Regions from separate parts of the Mus musculus genome. Here regions 1 and 3 are each linked to region 2. A link is a contact called in public promoter capture Hi-C data. All regions are on one chromosome and are shown on one strand. Each heading gives the region's core, a stretch centred on a gene start, on an enhancer-like site or on the middle of the called end of the contact. The rest is flanking DNA. Distances are from core to core; before and after follow the strand shown. Region 1 holds the start of Pdzd11 (PDZ domain containing 11). Region 2 holds the start of Med12 (mediator complex subunit 12). Region 3 holds the start of Pin4 (protein (peptidyl-prolyl cis/trans isomerase) NIMA-interacting, 4 (parvulin)).

Region 1 (4,130 bases), core at 1,024-3,523, 650 kb before region 2:
CAAATGAAGAGCTATTACTCAGGAAAGAACTATAATACAGCAATGGAATGCGCCCCATCTAGCTCACTGATAGCTGCTCTCTTCTGGTACATTTCCCTTGAAGAGATGCTTTCATACAGATAAGGCTATTCGGGTCCAACCTGTCCTACCTGAGATGGCTTCGTGCATGACTATAGTCCATGTGCTATGCTTACTTTGCTGTGCTCAATATCTTGGAAATCCACATCATTCACAGCTAGAACTTGGTCCCCTTCTTGAAGTCCTGCTCGATGTGCATCCGAGTCTGGAATCACCTGTTAGTGAAGAGGTATTATGTAGTTGTGATGGAGTAAATCAGGAGACTGCAGGGCAAATTCAGTGCTCTTCAAATGTGTTATTTTTGGTGATACCGCCGGGAGATTAAGTGGCTTGCTAGTGAAATTTGGTTCTCAGTTTGTTTTTTTGAGATTCTTTTTTTTTTTTCTTAATTAAAGACAGGGTTTTTCTTTTGTAGCCCTGGCTGCCCTGGAACTCACTCCGTAGACCAGACTGGCCTTGGATTCACAGAGATCTGCCTATCTCTGCCTCCCATGTGCTGGGACTAAGGTCCTATGTCACCATTGTCTGCCTTGACTTTATAGATTGTTACCTACTCCTAATCTTCCCCCTTCTGCCTCTCGAGTTCTCAGAGTACTGACATGCCCACATGCCCCAGCATACTGGCCCCAAGTACAGTTCTCAAAGGGAAAGGCTGAATTTCCATTATGTCTATCCTATGACTCCAGCGGGTCATCCATTTTTTTATCTGCTGGGCCACCAGTGCACTTTAATATGATAACAAAGTAGCTAGCCATACAGCCTATCATACACACACATTCACACAGACCTTGGAGATGAAGATGCCTAGCTGCGAGGCCTTTCCTCCTCGGATGTTAAATCCCAACTGAAAGACAAAAGGACACAGGATGCAGACTCAGCAGAGACATAAGAACAGGGACATCTATGTACTCAGAAGAAAAGGAGATGCTGTAGAAGTGCCACCTCTGCTTTTCTGGTCACCTACCTCCCAATCCACATCCACACCCCAACCATGGCCAATTTCTGGCATGGACCAAACGTTACTGGAATAAGAGCCCCTATAAGTTTACCTGAGCACCAGGAGGCTTCTTCAGTGTAACAATTCGGGGCAGAAACTGGGTCAACTCATTGTTGTAGTCTGGGTGGTACACTCTCTGCAAGATACAGCAATCCCCGAAATCTTATTCCCAGTCTTAGATGTGTTACATCTACCTTCTTTTAGAATACCAATAAACCAGATATATGTCAGGAATTGGTAAAGCCATTGACTCAGTTTACAAAGCACAGATAAAACAGTCCAGAGGAGTGGCTGTTTAGTCTCGGGACATGTTAGTGGCCCTATAGATCCCTAGTCCTTTCTTATTGACAGGATGGAAATTAAGGCTCTGAATTTTCAGAATTCACCAGTGTGAAGGGTTCTGGCATGGTGATTCTGCAAGAAGTCACCAGTGGGTCACTGTTGCTCAGAATTCACCTAAGATCCACTCTCCACTGAGTTTCCTAGCCCTGCTACTTTTTCTTTCATAGATCTCATGATTATTCAGGAATGCAGATGGCGCCCACCTCATGAGGAGGAATCCACGCTGGAGGGTTTTCATAGGCCGGCAGGAAAACCACAGGGTAGTCATCATAGGGAATCCGGTTGTCCATTTCAGGCAAAGCCCTGAAAAGGACGAATCAAAGGAAACGAAAATGATTTTAAAAAGGACCAAGCACTCTAAGTTCCAGAAAGCCTTCCAGCCGAGGGCCATTCCTTTATGGGACTAGCCCACAAGTAGGTGTTAAGATTGGGGAGGGGGGGTAGGGAGGAGAGGCAGGCTACAAAACAAAATAACAAAAACAAAAGACAAAAAAATTAATTTTTTAAGCACTCTAATGGCATGTTTGCATTTCTCACAATTCTACAAAAAACAATAGGTGTCACCACTTCCAACCTAGGAAAAGAGAATCTACACATCTACAAAGATCTACTTTAAAACAGCAAGGGAGTGCCAACTCTTAACTATCCCATAGGGATTGGGGCCAGACACAATCTCTAGAGGTGCTTAGTAAACGTGGTGTCCACAGACGGGTTCCGTCTACACGGGCTACCTTCTAGATCCAGGTCCTGCAACCCGCCCGAATCCCGCGCTCGCGACCACTTAACTCAGGGCCACCTCACCGGTAAGAAGGCCTCGGTCAGCGACAGCCAATTCGGCGTCGGAACCGGAAGCGGATGCTCCTACCACCCTGCCGGGGCGGAGCTCTCTTTGGGCGAGCCAGAGCTCCAGCCTCCTTGCGCGTCACGGTGTGCGTGCTCAAGTTCGTCTGCTTCTCACAGGCTGTACGCGCTCCGATTGGCTGGCGCCTCTGGGATCAATTTGAAACTTGGCGGTTAAAGCTCCGGTTGGAACAGGGCGCCAGGGAAGGTCGGTGAGAGGGACGTTTAGTTTGGTGAGTTACCCGGGCACCGCGTTAGCTCCGATTCTGCGCTTTGGAGCACTTTAGGGCTTGGGGTCGCGGTTGCTGTCTCTGCTGGAGTTTCCTTATTGCTGACGCCGCTTCGCCCTGCAGTATTGGGACTGACAAACCTTTAGGCGGTGGCCAAGAGTGACAGGACACCGTGATCCCGCTGGGAGGGAGAGTGCATCAGCGAGTTCCGAGCTCTCCCACCGCCTGAGAAGGGCCTTTCCACTCCTGCCAGCCTCCGGGGGCTCCTGGGAGAGCCGGCTTCACCCAGCACGGACACCTGCTGAGCTGGTACCATGAAAGAAGAGGTGAAGGGGATTCCCGTAAGAGTGGCACTGCGTTGTCGCCCCCTCGTCTCGAAAGAGATTAAGGAGGGCTGCCAGACGTGCCTTTCCTTTGTGCCCGGAGAGCCTCAGGTGGGTAGTCGAGTCTGGAGTGGCTTCCTCCACAGCTGAGGCTGAAAGGAGCGAGGGGCGTGGTCAGGCATTTTTTTTTTAATCCTTCCCCATCCTTGTCTCTTGCCTCTTGCAGGTGGTGGTTGGTAATGATAAATCATTTACCTACGATTTTGTGTTTGACCCCTCTACTGAACAGGAAGAGGTCTTTAATACAGCAGTAGCTCCACTCATAAAAGGCGTGTTTAAAGGTGAGGCTGTCTAATTCACTGGGCGTTTGTGTGTGTGTGGGTGGGTCATATAGGCACTACAAATAAGAGGAATGGATGAAACAGACTTCTGCCTTTAAAAACAGCCCACAGCCTAGTAACACATCCAGTTTATCTTTGACCTAGACATATTTTGTTGTCTTGGGACCTCACAGAGAACCTTTCATTTCAGCACTTGGGAGGCAAAGACTGATGTAGAAGCCATGGAGGGATGTTCCTTACTGGCTTCCTTCCCCTGGCTTGCTCAGCCTGTTCTCTTATAGAACCCAAGACTACCAGCCCAGGGATGGTCCCACCCACAAGGGGCCTTTCCCCCTTGATCACTAATTGAGAAAATGCCTTACAGTTGGATCTCATGGAGGTATTTCCTCAACTGAAGGTCCTTACTCTGTGATAACTCCAGCTGTGTCAAGTTGACACAAAACTAGCCAGTACAACCACCCTCCTTGATTTGGCTTATGCTGTGCTGGAAAGCAAACGCATGGCTTTGTGTATGCTAGACAAGTACTTTGCCAAGTGAGCTATAGGCCCAGACTTTATTGTAAAACTTGAAAACACTGTAGTTATAGTAGTTATAGAAATGTTGCAAGAACAGCATAAAGATGCCATTTTTTTCATAGAATCATTGGTAATAAGTTGTTGATGTTATGATCCCTGAATACTTTACCATATATTTCCAGTAAGCGTCATGACATAGCCATCATAATCACAGAAGTTGCAATGTCTTGTTACTACTTTCTCATCCTCAGCCCTGTTCAAGTGTTGCCAGTTGTTTCAGTAATACCCTTGATAGCAAAGAATTTAGTTCAAAAATCATGGTATGATTAGCTGCTGCGCCCTTCTTATAGTCCCCAAGTCTAAAGTAGTCCTTGAACCTTTGGGCTTTGTGTTTTTTAAAGCCTTCATTGTTTTGATACTTGAAGATTACAAAGCACTTGTATCTTTCTTTTTGCTTTTATCT
Region 2 (4,613 bases), core at 714-3,213:
CAGAAGAAGGCATCAGAACCTCAGGCAGGGGACTTACATACTATTGTTAGCCATTATGTGAGTGCTTGGAAATGACCCTTGGTCCTCTGGAAGAACAGGCAGTGCTCCTAATCCCTGAGCCATCTCTGCAGCTCCTCTTTTTTTTAGATTATTTATTTATTGAGACAAGATCTCACTGTGTAGTCCTGGCTGTTCTGGAAGTCAAAGAGACTGCCGACTTCTGTCACAGGAGTGCCGGGTTAGTGCCCTTTGCCACTAAGTCTGAGAAAGAGTCGTTTGTACATTTTATTTATTTGTTTGTTTGTTCCATGCATGTACACGGTGCTCAGAGGAGAGTTTGCAAAAGTCAGTTCTCTGCTTTCATCATGTGAAACCGGAAGATTCTATCCTGGTAATCAGGTACAATGGCAAGCAAGCATCTTCTGCCTTCTGCCTGGCCCTATTGTGAAGGTTCATAAGTTGGAGTTCAGATATACAAAGCTTCATGATAGAAAATATCTGACAATTTGTATAACTACTATTCTGTGAAGATTCCTGTTTCTTCCTCCTCCTGCTCCTCCTCCCTTTTCCTTTTGATCCGGCCTGGAAGCTTTAGGAGGCAGATGGCTCACTGAGCTTTCTGTGAGTTCTAGGCCAGCGTGGGCTATATGGAAAGTTTTAGGCCACCTGCGATTACATGATGAGATGACCTTGTCTCAGAAAAGAGGTGTGTGTATGTGTGTGTGTGTGTCTATGTAATTTGGGCTGGAAGTAACTTGTTATCCTTTTGCCAATCTCCCGAGCTGTGGGAATTACAGGTGTGTGACACACATAATGTAAGTGTCAATGGATTTCTTTTTGAGACAGGGTATGTGTCAGTCACTGTTGCTCTGGATGACCTGCTTGCCCCACCACATCTGACTCTGATGACACGTTGGCATTTTTTTTTTTTTTTGGTTTGTTTTTTTCCTTCCAGAGCTGAGGACGGGTACCCAGGGTCTTGTATTTGCTAGGCAAGTGCTCTACCATTGAGGTAAATCCCCAAACCCTGTGGTTTTTTTTCTTTTGAGACAAGGGCGCTATGTAATTCTGGCTGTTCTGGAGCTCAGTGTGTAGACCAGGCTGGCCTTGAACTCAGATACTCCTGCTCCTGCCTCTCTAGTTGCTAGGACTAAAGGTGTTTGCCATCAATCTGGCTACTTTTTGTTTGTTTCTTTGGTTTTGTTGTTGTTGTTGTTGAGACAGGGTTACACAGTTCATACATGGACTTGGCTGTTCTGGAAGTCATTGTGTAAACCAGGCTGGCCTTGAATTCACAGAGATCTGCTTTCTTCTGCTGGGACTAAAGGTGTGCACCGCCAGGTTAAGGGTTAACAACAACAACAAAGGGTTAGGGGGTTGTGGTGCAGAGGGCCTGTAACCACCTGGAGAGATTATAAGCACTTCAGTTTTACAGTTGCTTTCTTTTTGTGTAAGGCAAGCACTTCACAGAGATCCGTCTGTCTCTGCCTCTGCAGGGGTTAAAGGCCTGCGCCTGGCTAGACCGGATCTTTTGTATCAGATCAGAGGTGCTTTCTTAAAACAATAGTAGTTTCTAATCTTTACAACTGTCCTTTGAAGGAAGTTTAGCATGCCCATTATCCAGATGTGAGAACCAAGAAACGAAGTGATCAGTAAAAGACGCAGTTATTAACTAAACTAAAAATTCCCGAGCACTTATTTTAGGCCAAGAACTGAGCGAGGCCACGGGAAGCCAGTTCCAGCGAGAGAGCTCAGCGCCGCGGCTGCCTTCCCTATTCCAGGTCTGCGCCTCCAGCCCCGGCCACGCCGGTGGATTTCTAGTGTGTGAAATTGACTTTCCCTCCTAGGGCCCAAAGCTCCCGGGCTGTGGGGCTCCGCCCCGCGCCGGCGAGGCCCCACCCACTCTGCAGTCAGTATTGTCCGACGGTACCCAGCGTCCCTCGGCAGTTTCCGGCAGTAATCGAGAGTTTCTAACGTGCCCCGCCTCCGCCACCCCCCTTCTCTCGGCCTCGGTCCTCTCTACCGCCGCCCGGCTCGCTGTCCCCGTGCTCCCTCCCGTCCTCGGCCCTCCGCCCCTTCCCTCCCCACCTCGCCTGGCCCTGCAGGCGCCTCAGGCGGTACGGGCTGGGCAAGATGGCGGCTTTCGGGATCTTGAGCTATGAACACCGACCCCTGAAGCGGCTGCGGCTGGGGCCTCCCGATGTGTACCCTCAAGATCCCAAACAGAAGGAGGTGCGTTCACAATTCCCGGTTCCCGCGGGGTCCGGGCAGGTGTTTCGTGAGGGAAGAGACACTGACAGTTGAGGGCAAGGGGGGATGAGGTTAGGTGAGAGAAAAAGTCCCAACAGGGGGAAGAGTAGAGTGGACTGGTGCCCTGCTGGAGAGTAGGGTCTGCCAGCAGTTCCGGTTGAGGAGCTCGTGGGTTCAGGAGCCATGCCAGAGGTGCCCCCCTCCACACTCACTCGGGCGCTCACACACAAACCTCAGAAAGTTGTTAGGGCCAGCTTGGTGAGGTGCCGGTAAGGGAAGAGTGATGTTGAGGTCGCTCTGGGGGATGTGGGAGTCTCATTGACTGTGGGGGTGAGGGTGGGGTCCAAATGAACATAAGGGCTGGGCTTTAAATAACAACCTCTTCTAGTCAGAATCCTCCTCCTCCTCCTCCTCCTCCTCCTCCCTGGCTCCCTTGTTACCTTTTCCTCTGCCCTCTCTTACAACCTCTTCTATAAGGTGAATGAGGGTGAGCTAAAAATGCTGTTTTTCTGCCTCAGGATGAACTGACGGCTTTGAATGTAAAACAAGGTTTCAATAACCAGCCTGCTGTCTCTGGGGACGAACATGGCAGTGCCAAGAACGTCAACTTCAATCCTGCCAAGGTGAGACAACCCTGCCAGGCTGAAGGAAAAGGCTGGAAGAATCTGAGGAGCAAAAGCTCCGGGTTGGGCAAACTGAAAGGGACAACCTAGGTGGCAGAGTTTATAACTCAGTGCTAGCACATTGGCATTTTCACAGTCTTCCTACCCTGAGGTCTACTTTTCCCCCTTTAGATCAGTTCCAACTTCAGCAGCATCATCGCAGAGAAGTTAAGGTGTAATACTCTCTCTGACACTGGTCGCAGGAAGTCCCTAATGAACCAGAAGGACAACTTCTGGCTGGTGACTGCAAGATCTCAGAGTGCTATTAACACCTGGTTCACTGACCTGGCTGGCACCAAACCACTCACACACCTAGCCAAAAAGGTGAAGTACTCTTTTCCTGTTCTTAAGGTCAAGGTGGGGAATGTGTCTACCTATATTCTAAGATGTAGCTATGTGGTGTCAGCTCCCTGGAGTAATTAGAGACATTGCTGTTTGTGATGCCCATCCAGGTCCCCATTTTCAGTAAAAAGGAAGAAGTATTTGGGTATTTGGCCAAATACACGGTGCCTGTGATGCGGGCTGCCTGGCTCATTAAGATGACTTGTGCCTACTATGCAGCAATGTCTGAGACTAAGGTTAAGAAGAAAAATACTGCTGACCCCTTCACTGGTAAGTAACTCTGTACACCTGGTATACCACTGATGGCTTCAAGGAGTGATGGAGCCTTAGAATAAATCTTCCTAGTCTATTCCTTGCTTCTGCATGAATCTTATGTGCACGAAATTGGTAAGCATGGAGTAATTTGAGTATCTGCTGTGTTCAGGTACTGGGCTGTAAAGATGACCAGCATATAATTTCTGCTCTTTAGATCTTAGTGGAGATGCTAAGGCATATGTAGCATAATTAAATATAGAAAGTGGTAAACATCAAAAGAGTAGACAGAAGGTTCTTTGAGACTTCAGTGGATGTAATGATTGCTTTAAGGAGGTGGCATTTGTCTACAGGCTAAGAGGATGAATAGAGCTTGGAACTCTGGTGATTGTGGGTGGAGGCAGGGGATAGAGTATTCTAAGCTTAAGAATAGTATCATATAGTTCCCTTTCCGTATTTTCTTTAGAATGGACTCAAATCATCACAAAGTACTTGTGGGAGCAGCTACAGAAGATGGCTGAGTACTATCGGCCAGGGCCTGCAGGAAGTGGAGGCTGTGGTTCTACTATAGGGCCTTTGCCCCATGATGTAGAGATGGCCATCAGGCAGTGGGATTACAATGAGAAGCTCGCCTTGTTCATGTTTCAGGTAGGAGCAAGGGCATGTTGTACATGGCATTGAGTTGCACCTTATCCTGTCCTGTTGGAATAGAATGGAATTTGCCTTTTACCTTGCCCCTGGTATAGCTCTCTTCATTCTTCCATTTACTTTATCTGCCTTACCTCTAATAGTTCCCTGCTATCCATAGGATGGAATGCTGGACAGACATGAGTTCCTGACTTGGGTGCTTGAGTGTTTTGAGAAAATACGCCCTGGAGAAGATGAATTGCTTAAATTGCTGCTTCCCCTACTGCTGCGAGTAAGACCTAGGCCCAGGGAGGGACTATTTAGAGGGATTTGAGTAAGAATTAGACATCAGAGCAGTATCTTCTGGAGAAACCTAGCGGGCTCTGTTGGTCATATCTTTACAGTACTCAGGGGAGTTTGTTCAGTCTGCCTATCTGTCCCGCCGCCTTGCCTACTTCTGTACCCGGAGATTGGCTCTCC
Region 3 (4,420 bases), core at 134-2,633, 850 kb after region 2:
GGGAAAGAGAAAAATGTATCCAAGTGGCACATGATTCCCACCACTTGAGAGGCAGAAGCAGGAGGACATAGTAAGTTCCAGAACAGTCTAGGCTACTAAGCAAGACCTGGTCTCAAAAAGAGAGACTGAGTGAGAAAGAGAGATCAAGAGCACATTGGGATGCAAATTCAAAAGCTATTCATCTTAAGTAAACGCCCCCAGTTAGTCATCGACTATGAAATTATTTCTCATGATACTCCATAAGCAGATACTTTAACAACACCATCTCGCAGAAGATGGAAACTGAGCCCAAGAGCGTCTTCAAGGTCACAGGACTAGTAGAAGGGGTTTTAAAGCAGGTCATGTGCCTCCAGAATCCAAGCTTTAAATTGCCTTATGCTGTGCTGTCATACAAACTTTGAGCTGGAAGGTGGTGGCACATATCTTAAGCCCCAGCAGTTAGAAGATAGAGGCAGGCAAATCTCTGTGAGTTCCAGGACAGCCAGGGCTACATACAGAGAAACCCTGTATCAAAAGAAAAAAGAAAGGAAGCAAAGAAGGAAGGAAAGAGAAAGGAAGGAAGGAAAAAAGAAAAGAACTCTGGAAAAATACAGAGACATGAATACTATATAGATTGACACGAGTGGTCACATGCTATCCTGCTGAACAGCATTAATGCCTTGTTTGTCTTTTAGGTGCATAGATTATGTTCTCCAGGATATATAACTTTAAAAAATCACATTCTACATCTTGGTCTATAATCTTCCTTAAGGCTATTTCTGTACACACAGCTTATAATCGTTATTTTAAAATTAATTTAGGCTGCTTCCAATGTTTCTCCATGACAGACTTCTGCCTGTCACAGGCAATGGGATGATAGGCTTTAAAAAAAAAATTCCATCTTTTGTACCCCATCAACTACTGCTGCAAAAATATAAACAAACAAGTAAGTAAGAAAAGCCATTAGGGAGTGCAGGTCTGTGTCAGTCGGAGAGAGGACGGAAGAAGGCCATTATCTAAACTCCCTCTGCTGTCCCTTTGTCTAGAATCCCCAAAGCAAAAGCCCACGCCAAAGAACTGCAGTGGCCTGAGGCTCGCACTGCGCATGCACAAAAAAGTGGGCGGGGCGAGAGAGAGCAAAGAACAAGTGCAAATGAGGGCAAGTAAAAGCTTTGAAGAACAGAATAGAGGCTGCGCTTTCTCGTCTCTGGGCAACCTTTGTTCCCGCCTCCCCGTAAGGCTTCGGCTTCTCATTGGTCTAACATCTCTAGCTCCTATAGGTCAAAGAACCAAAGGACTGGGTCTGTTCCAAGCTATGCCTGATTCTGGAACCGCAGCAGAAATAGTTGATTGTGACGCTGCTTTCAGGCATTGCGGAGGACATACCTGTGGGGCCTGAGGGGTCCTTTTGCTAGCACCGGAACAGTTGCCGGAGAGTTCATCCGCCAGCTTAAGAGATGCCGCCGAAGGGGAAAAGTGGTTCTGGAAAAGGAGGGAAAGGTAGACCTGCCGAGACAGTCATGGAGCGAGCGTAGGGGTGGATGGGGAGAAGGACAGGAGTAGACCTGCAGCTGTGTGGGGTGGGGGAGGGAGGTGATCATAAGCCGGACAGCAGGGCCACCGGGAGCACCCTGAGCCGCTGTGGTTTATGTTTGGGCTTCTTGTGGTAAGGAAAGATCAGTGCGTGAGGAGCTGCTGTGGTTCAGGGTATCCATGAGGTTTCAGTGCAGGGACCCTCGTGGCGGGCAATAGAAGCTGCTGGGGATGGTTCCTCGTGACCTGGGGTTTATTCCCACTAAAATTGAATCTGATGAAACGCCAGCAATAAAAGGAAGCCTACACTAGTGATCAATCTAGTCCATCTAGGCCTCTTAACAACTAACAGGACGTACCTCCCCCCCCCTCCCCTCCCCTACACACACACATGAGGAGGGACTCGCTTCTTGAAGACCGTTGTTGGGGACAACATTGTGCTTTCAGGCTAGAAAACTAAGACAACTCTTATTCATCGCTGGACAATGTGGGGAAGATAGTAGCCTCTAAGTACTGTGCCGAATGTAGTTGTGAGAGTTATGTTATAGAAGGTGGAAAGAGGGTAAAGAAACAAACTGGAGATACTTTGGGCAGGCTGAGATAAGCAGCAGCAATAGGGTAAAGAGTCCTCAACCCGGAGAGGCCAGCCCCAAAGGCAGTTTAGTATAGCATCGCTGAAGTAAAACTTCAAAACAAATAAGCAAGTTGGGGAAATTAAAACAGAAGAAAACTAAATCATGAGGTGTGCTGTATATGGTGTTAATTAAGGTTGGTTAGGGGCCAGGAGGTCCTTTAAAGAGATGATTTCAAGCCGGGCAGCGGTAGCGCACACCTTTAATCCTAGCACTTGGGGAGGCAGAGGCAGGTGGATTTCTGAGTTCGAGGCCAGCCTGGTCTACAGAGTGAGTTCCAGGACAGCCAGGGCTACACAGAGAAACCCTGTCTTAAAAACAAACAAACAAACAGAGAGGGGAGAGTAGTGAGGGAGAGAGAGAGAGAGAGAGAGAGAGATGATTTCAGTAGTTCTGGTAAGAGAGAGAGTTGGCCTGAACTAAGATTGTGGTTGTAGGAACCCAGAGAAGAGACAAATAAATGGAGTGTAGTAGAGTGATACCCCAGAGGTCCAAGGAACCAAGATGTTGTAAAGAAAGGTCTGAGAAATGGGTGAGGCACTGCAGAGACATGCCACAGCAGTGGGAGGCTGAGGAGGACCTGAGTGTGAGGTCACCAGGGGTACACTGTCCTTTAGCTGCTCAGCTCCTGTTCATCCATCAGGTGGTACCTGGCTAGCTGACATATGTGTTCCCTTCCACAATTTCTCGCTTGTCGGACTCTCAGAATGTGGTCTCTCTTCCTCACTGGGATACGAGCTCCTTGGCTGCGGCTTTGAATCCTATTCACTGTGTACCCCCAAGAACTTGAACTGGGGAATTATTTAGGAAACAGTTGTTAAACTAAATACTTAATTTAATCTTAGACACCTTGGCCTCTAACACTTAATATGCTGCCTTCGACACAAAACTTAAAAGAAGTAAGATGTGCTACCAATGCTTGATAGCCTGAATGTAGCAGATTCCAGGAGGATATCAGTAGCTGTTGTGGTAGACTGAAGGGGAAAAGAATGCACACACACACACACACACACCAAGCACTCTGAAATAAAACCAAACCCCTCAAAATGCATTGTTGGAGATTTTGCATGTTAGAATTTCAGGTGTCAAACACACTGTCACAGAATATAATAGAAATTGTATTATTTTATATAATGGCAGTGTTAAGTTAGAAGGCAAGATTTGGAATGGAGTCTAAAGAATCTGGCCCAGGCTTCTGGAGTGCCTGCATCCATGCCCACACTCATTTCTTTATCTGTTTTCTGTGAAGTATTTTGTTCGGCACATTTCCTGTTATTAGAGATGAGTCACAGAGTAAGTTAACTTGATTGCATGACTCACCATGTAGCCTTTTGGAACTTGGGGCTGTAATGGATGGGTTACCTTGTGTTATGAGTTGGACCTATCTATAAATGTCAAAGTACAGTCGAAATGAGTTCCTATCCTCTCTTTTCTAAAGGAGGTGCAGCCTCTGGGAGTGACAGTGCTGACAAGAAGTCTCAGGGTCCTAAAGGTGGTGGCAATGCAGTAAAGGTGAGTTATCTTATGTGTCTCCTCTTTTCCATGTAAAGTATTAGTAAGTGGGTATGCATAGAAAAGACAGTGTGAGTAACCTGTCCTTATCTATGAGGCTTAATACTAAGTTAAATTCAAGATGATACAAAACTGGAAACCAAAAACCAGTCTCACTTTTAAAAGGTAGAATTTTCACACTTCTAGCACTGTTCCTTTAAATGTGTTAACTTAGCGACTGGGGTTTCAGCCTCGGTCATTAAAGTGCTTGAGAAAAGACCTAAGCCTAGTTGGTGAGTTTCAATCCAGTGAAAGACCCTATCTCAAAACGAAAAAGGGGGTAGATGGCACCCTAGAAAGGATTATCTTCTGACCTCCAGATGCACATGCACACACATTTGTTACTTTGACCATGGGTGGGAGATAGTCCCTGTCTTGGTTAGGGTTTTACTGTTGTGAACAGATACCATGACCAAGGCAAGTCTTATAAAGGACAACATTTAATTGGGGCTGGCTTGCAGATTCAGAGGTTCAGTCTGTTATCAAGGAGGGAGCATGGTAGCAATCCAGGCAGGCATGATGCAGGCAGAGCTAAGAGTTCTACATCTTCATCGAAGGCTGTTAGCAAAATACTGGCTTCCAGGCAGCTAGGGTGAGGATCTTAAGCCCACACCCACAGTATCCCACCTGCTCCAACAGGGCCACACCTCCTAATAGTGCCACTCCCTGGGCCAAGCATATACAAACCATCACAGTCCCCAGATTATTACTGGAAGCGCTTAAGC

What was found. Promoter capture Hi-C pulls out the DNA fragments that hold promoters and counts their contacts.
Region 1: a contact with region 2 is called in a promoter capture Hi-C map of erythroid cells, with 31 times the contacts expected there. The contact joins the promoter of Pdzd11 here to the promoter of Med12 in region 2. A contact is called at or near these places in 2 of 39 promoter capture datasets (erythroid cells and liver) and 1 of 9 other capture datasets (liver).
Region 3: a promoter capture Hi-C map of pre-B cells shows a contact between it and region 2, with 2.2 times the contacts expected there. The contact joins the promoter of Pin4 here to the promoter of Med12 in region 2. A contact is called at or near these places in 2 of 39 promoter capture datasets (erythroid cells and pre-B cells).

What each region holds. Positions count from the first base shown.
Region 1 is chrX:100,623,668-100,627,797 of GRCm38.p6, forward strand. Pdzd11 (PDZ domain containing 11) reads right to left here and starts at 2,274. Exons shown (of 7, transcript NM_001356384.1): 1 at 2,219-2,274; 2 at 1,621-1,720; 3 at 1,128-1,211; 4 at 866-922; 5 at 195-293. The coding sequence starts at 1,707. It overlaps Kif4 (kinesin family member 4), which reads left to right and starts at 2,398. Exons shown (of 30, transcript NM_008446.2): 1 at 2,398-2,921; 2 at 3,037-3,151. The coding sequence starts at 2,802.
Region 2 is chrX:101,272,128-101,276,740 of GRCm38.p6, forward strand. It overlaps Med12 (mediator complex subunit 12), which reads left to right and starts at 1,964. Exons shown (of 45, transcript NM_021521.2): 1 at 1,964-2,232; 2 at 2,769-2,873; 3 at 3,045-3,236; 4 at 3,365-3,524; 5 at 3,973-4,154; 6 at 4,315-4,425; 7 at 4,538-4,613. The coding sequence starts at 2,134.
Region 3 is chrX:102,118,086-102,122,505 of GRCm38.p6, forward strand. It overlaps Pin4 (protein (peptidyl-prolyl cis/trans isomerase) NIMA-interacting, 4 (parvulin)), which reads left to right and starts at 1,384. Exons shown (of 4, transcript NM_027181.2): 1 at 1,384-1,479; 2 at 3,583-3,656. The coding sequence starts at 1,437.